2 separate regions of the Oryctolagus cuniculus genome follow, and region 2 is linked to region 1. Evidence: chromatin contacts called from public Hi-C data. All regions are on one chromosome and are shown on one strand. Each heading gives the region's core, a stretch centred on a gene start, on an enhancer-like site or on the middle of the called end of the contact. The rest is flanking DNA. Distances are from core to core; before and after follow the strand shown.

Region 1 (2,750 bases), core at 192-2,691:
CCTGTCGTGACCGGCCTGACGAGGAAGGGGTTCATCCAGGGAACACCCCTACAACTCCACAAGCGATCAAACCCACCCCGCGGCTGGCACAGGGCCCCAGAGCCACAGGCAGAACAGGATTGAGAAGGAAGCCCCCCGCCACTTCGGGAAAGAAAATCCGACAGCAACTAGTGAACAAAGGGCGCCTGCTTTAATGCTGTTTACTCGGCCGGCGAAAGCCCCATAGGCATTGGGGATTTGCTGCTGCTTTTCCCCGCGGGGTCCATTTGCGTGGACACTCACACTGTACACCCGCTGACTCGGGCCCACCCCGGGCAGGGGCAGGAGCCCACGGCGGGGGACCGCCCCCTGCGCGGACACTGGGTCAAGCACCCAGGCCTGCTCCAGCCTGCAAGCCACCGCACTCCATCCGCAGGGACCCACGCTGGCCGCTCAGTGACTCTGCCCCACTTCGCTTTCCCAATCCGGTTAACAGAAACAGTTTCTAAAGGGCTGTGCTGAAGCCGCAGGGCGCTCCTCGGAGCAAGCGCTAACAGGAACTGGCCGGGTGCGGTGCGTGGAACGCCCAGGAGTCCACGGCAATCCCAGGTGCTGGAGCTTCGCCTGCAAGGGCTTTTGTTTTCCAATGGGAAATATTTCTTTGGGTAAGATCAAGTTACAAGGACCCACCGGCATCAGGCAGGGGACATGATTTTAATACTTGGATTTTAATACTAAGGAGAACCAAGGGAGAAGGAAGACAAGAAGATTCAACAGGTCTCCAAGAAAATATACTTTGTTCCTTAGGCGTACTCATCTAAGCCTTCCTAGTGGCTGAAACCCATAACTCCCAAGATTTGAATTAGGGCCATTTTCTTCGTAGTTGCGACTGTTTTGGGTCACCCAAAGTGGCTTTTGGTTCAGGTCGAAAGCAGGAGCCTTAAGTCTAAATAGACTTAAAAAAAAAAAAAAAGAAAAGAAAAAGAAAAAAAAAAGGAAAGAAAAGAAGAAAAGAAAAACGGTAGCCACTAGCCCGGACCGCATAAAACCTTTCCCGCGCAGGCCGCAGTCCCGAGGACTTCCCGGAGGCGGCGGCGGGAACTCACCGTACTCCATGAGGCTCTGGCATCCTTCCTCGTAGGACCCGCTGCCGCCGCCCTCGCCCAGGCATTTCCACCAGAGCGAGGACGTCTGGCCATGGTCGCTCGACTGCAGCCAGCCGCGGCCGGCCAGCGCTATGATGTCGAAGGCGATGGCGCTGAGCAGGAGCAGGGGCAGGATCCACCTGCAGCGTTCGCAGGCCAGGCCGCAGCGCAGCATCGTGGACGGTCGCGGCGCGGAGCGGAGCGGGGTAGTGCGCGGGCCACGGGCGGCGGCCGAGAGTGGCCCGCGAGCGCGGGGACCGCGACAAAAGGGAAGAGGAGGCCGCGGGGAGGCGGCGCACGGGGCGCGGCGCGCGGCCACACCTCGAGGCCGGTGACTCAGAGCGCGCCCGCCCGGACCTGCCCGGCCGGCCCCCGGCTCGGGTTACACCCGGCGGCCGGCTTAACCCTGCCGGGGGCGGCTTGCCAGTGGCGGGCCCGGGGACCCTGCCCCAGGCGCCGCGGGGCTTCGGCTGCGTGCCGCGGGACACCTGCGCGGTCGTGTGTGCGTTTCACGCGCGTGGAGGCGGCTGTCCCAGCGGCGAGGGTGCACGCAGGCTGCGGGCCGCTGGACCTGGAGCCCCGCGGGCCGGCGGAGGCGTGCGCTCCCTGCCGGGCCCCGCCTTGGCACTCTGGACCCTGGCTCCAGGGTGACGGGCCTGTCTTGACGCCATGTTTATTGCTGTGTGTGTCCCCGGTGTCTAGTTCCGAGCCTGGGCCAGAGAGGAGGTTCAGCGACTTGGGTGAACGGACAGATTTCCCTCGCCGGAGCCCCGCAGGTGGCCTCCCCCCGCCCTCCCCCCCCCCCCATTGCTCCCTGTCCCTGCTCAGACCCCCTTTCAGCCGCTCTCCATTGGCTCCTTTGGCTTCTCTAGATAAAACCCCTAGGTCAGCAAGCCCGCCTGTCGGATACCCCCGTAGCTTCCTCCGTCCCGCAGGTGTGGCCGAGCGGGTGGGGCGGCAGCCGGGAGTGGCCCAGCCGCAGCAGCAGAACGAGTTCTCGGCGGCGGGCGCCACAGTGGCCTCAGCCTAGTCGTGGAGACGTCCCAGGAGCGTCCCTTCTTACCCTGGATCTCTGGAGAGCGCTGCTGGATGCCTTGGGTCTTCCTCCGGCTTGGTGTAAAAGAAGCGGGAAGTTTAAGCAAGTCCGAACTTTAGTCCTCTGCCTTTCCATTTCGCCTTCTCCAGGGAAACTGGGCCATTTTGTCCTGGGTGGGTCTCCGACAATTTTGAGAACAAATAAAGGTACCCAGAAAGGGGCTGAAGCCATTTGAAGTCTTTTTCCGTAGCCCCCCTTGTGTGTCAATCAAGTTGCACATAAATCAAGTTCCCGTATTTTCATTAGCGGTAAATAATTCGTTGCATAGACTGGCAGGAAGCTGTGTTCTGAGAAAAGTGAGGCCCATACGGTGTAGACTTGTGAGGGTAAATGTAATGTTTGTGTTCTCAGGGCTTTCAAAAGCAATGCAAATGTTTGCGTAATTAGCTATGATTTATCTGTGAGGGAAAAAATGACCTTTCAAATCAAAGTTCTCATAAGCAAAATGGTTTTGGAAACAAACGAGAGAGGCACAAGTATCTTAATGTCCAAAAAATTTTGCACTACATGTAGCTTGTTTTCTTGTTCCG
Region 2 (2,700 bases), core at 195-2,694, 60 kb before region 1:
CTAAGCAACTATCTGAGATCCCATTTCCTGAGTTCCGTAAGTTTGGGGATGGGCCACTAGCAGAGAACATGGAACCTAACCCAGGACATTCCGGGGGAAGTGAGGCAGGAAAACGCTCCGCATGATTCTGCATCAAGTTGACCAAGGGCTGGAGAAAGGATTTTGCAAAGCAGTGAGAGGACCTCAGGCAGCACTCAGCGGACTTGGAGGGCAGCTATGTCTAGGATGGAAGGTGTTGGTTTACCCTGGGACTCCGACTGGAAGAACCTTGAGCAAACCCCAGGCACAGGGTTTCCTACCATTCTGACTAACCTAGTTGTATGATTCAACGTGAATAAAATGAGGAATAAGTACATGGCATTTTCAAAGAAAGCCAGGTTTCAGTAGGAAACTGTGCTCCTGTGACATCACCATGGCCCACGCTGGCATGGGCTGCAGCCACTGGCTCTCGGACACATGTGATTTCAAAACCCCACTCTCCCTCCTCTTCACTGCATCTTTTCACCATGGCTTCCCCTTTTATTTCACTTACTCCTTGCCTGCCCATAAGGTTGGAGCCATATACCTTTGTTTTTAGTTTTTAGAATTTTAAAAAATTATTTATTAATCTACTTGAAAGGCAGAGCAATGGAGGATGAGAGAGATTTTCCATCTACTGATTCACTCCCCAAATGACAGCAACAGTTGGGGCTGGGCCAGACTGAAGCCAGGAGCCAGGAAGTCCACGTGGGTCTCCCACATGGGTAGAAGGACCTGAGTGCTTGGGCTGTCATCCACTGCCTTCCCAGGCACATTAGCACGGAACTAGATTGGAAGCAAGGGTGCTGGGATTTGAACCAGCACTCTGGTATGGCTACAGCACAACACTTGTTGTTGTATTCCTTGATTTTTAAAATACACCCAACGATAATGGTTTATGAGCTCCTTGTAAAGGAGCTGAGGTACTGAAAGAACTAGAACATCAGGACGATCAAGAAGGGTGGCTGTCAAGGATAGCTCTGGCCACAGACCGCTGAAGTGGAAAAGCACCTTACAAACAAAGGAAGAAACTCCCTTGAGCTTTCTGCATACCTGCACTTTCAAAGGACAATTCACAAGAAAATGGGATTTTTTAAGTGTGTCCTCAAAAGCAATACTCTAATACAAATACTAGCTTCCAGTCCTGATTCTAAAAAAACAAGGGAGTCATGAAAAATACTTAGAAAAGTACCCACTATTTTGGAAATGGGATATTGAGTTGGTGCTTACATGCAAAGGCCAATGAATATTCTAGAGAGATGCTGGTGAGCACAGAGCCCCAGAGTCACCCCCATTTAGCTTGCATTGAGCAGCAACCACGATGAACCTTGCCTAGAGAGAGCTCCTGGGAACAACCTTTCATTGCAGTTGGTTTTAGAAACTTCCAGATTGGCTGGCAGGGCTTCTGGGCTAGTTCAGTCAAGCTCAGAACACACCCAGGTGAGTCAAATCCAGCCTAGGCAGTGTTGTAACATGGGGAAGAGGGACCAACAGAACAGAAAAAGATGTACCCCCAATCATCCTGACTCTTAGCCCAAGGGTGGTGGACTCAACATCCATTTGGGAAAACACTGAAATTTCCAGTACAACCTGCCCTCCCTGAGTGTAGCTTGATACCCATCAAACGTACAGGAATAAACAGCTGCCTCTCCCTGCTTCTATCCCCTGCCATAGACCCGCCCTCACGTCATGAGTGAGCCTGGACTAGACAGTTCCTGGAATTACCCACTTGGTAAGGTGGAAGAAGTCCTGAGCAAGCAGCACAGAGCATCCTGGGCTGGGAAAAGCACTGGGAGTTGGGGTACCAGGAAAGCTGGGCTGATTATAGAGACTAGAAGAGAATGGTCACTGAGGCTGTATTAGGCAGCCTTACCCACCATGGAATCAGTAGGCCGCTGGAACTTCTGGATCTCAATGGAGCATGCTTTTACTACGCTGGCACCAGCTGGAGAGAGGTGGTTGTCACAGCTAGGAGGAGGCTTCTGGCATCTAATGTCTAGAGGTCAGGGATGCTGCTAAGCATCCTCCAACAGAGAGCAGCCCCCCCAATAAAGAATTACCTGGCCCATAGCATCATGAATGCCAAGGGTGAGGAACCCGGCTCAAGAATGTGTCCTCAGCCCTACGCTGAGCCGTAGGCTGGCCCTCAGGAGCTTTGCAGGGCCTTTGTTCTTGCTGAGAAGGGAAATTGTCATCATATAGTCAGTCCAGTCCTGGTGGAAACCTTTGGATTGGGCTTGCTATTTGCTAATTCAATGCTTGACAACAATTATACAGAAAACGAATACAAGAATTCCTGCAAGTCCCCTAGGAAAGAGTTGTGACAGTCTCACTGTTTCAAAGTCAAGGGAAAATGATGACAGCACAGGGCAGTGGGGTTTGGGAGGCAAGGCAGGGAGGTGTCTGCTTTATCAAGTGACGCATTCCCAAGTTCCTAGGACAATGCCTGATGAATGATAGGTGCCCAAAATTCAAAGAGTCTTCAAAATTTCATAGAAAATGCCTATTATAAAAAAACTGCATGAATTTCAAATTTGAGGATGCCAACATAAACTTTGAATCATTTTTGCACAAACTTTTTTATATTCCTCCATATATTATTTTCTGAATCACAGACTCAGAATCCTCCCCAGACCTCCCCTGGAGAAATAATAGCTAATAGTAACTGACATTTAGTGACGG

Evidence for each region. A called contact is a pair of places that touch in the nucleus more often than the background predicts.
Region 2: a contact with region 1 is called in a Hi-C map of liver, with 10 times the contacts expected there. The contact joins the enhancer-like site here to the promoter of PERP in region 1. A contact is called at or near these places in 2 of 6 Hi-C or Micro-C datasets (ear pinna and liver).

What each region holds. Positions count from the first base shown.
Region 1 is chr5:30,763,278-30,766,027 of mOryCun1.1, reverse strand. PERP (p53 apoptosis effector related to PMP22) reads right to left here and starts at 1,441. Exons shown (of 3, transcript XM_002714845.5): 1 at 1,086-1,441. The coding sequence starts at 1,299.
Region 2 is chr5:30,823,120-30,825,819 of mOryCun1.1, reverse strand. No RefSeq gene overlaps it. Among named protein-coding and RNA genes, the nearest start is that of PERP, 60 kb to the right of the region's middle. Within about 2 kb of position 1,444, at least 3 of the 8 cell types and tissues checked have an H3K27ac peak or open chromatin away from gene starts, as enhancers often do. A contact at or near this core is called in ear pinna, where this site is marked.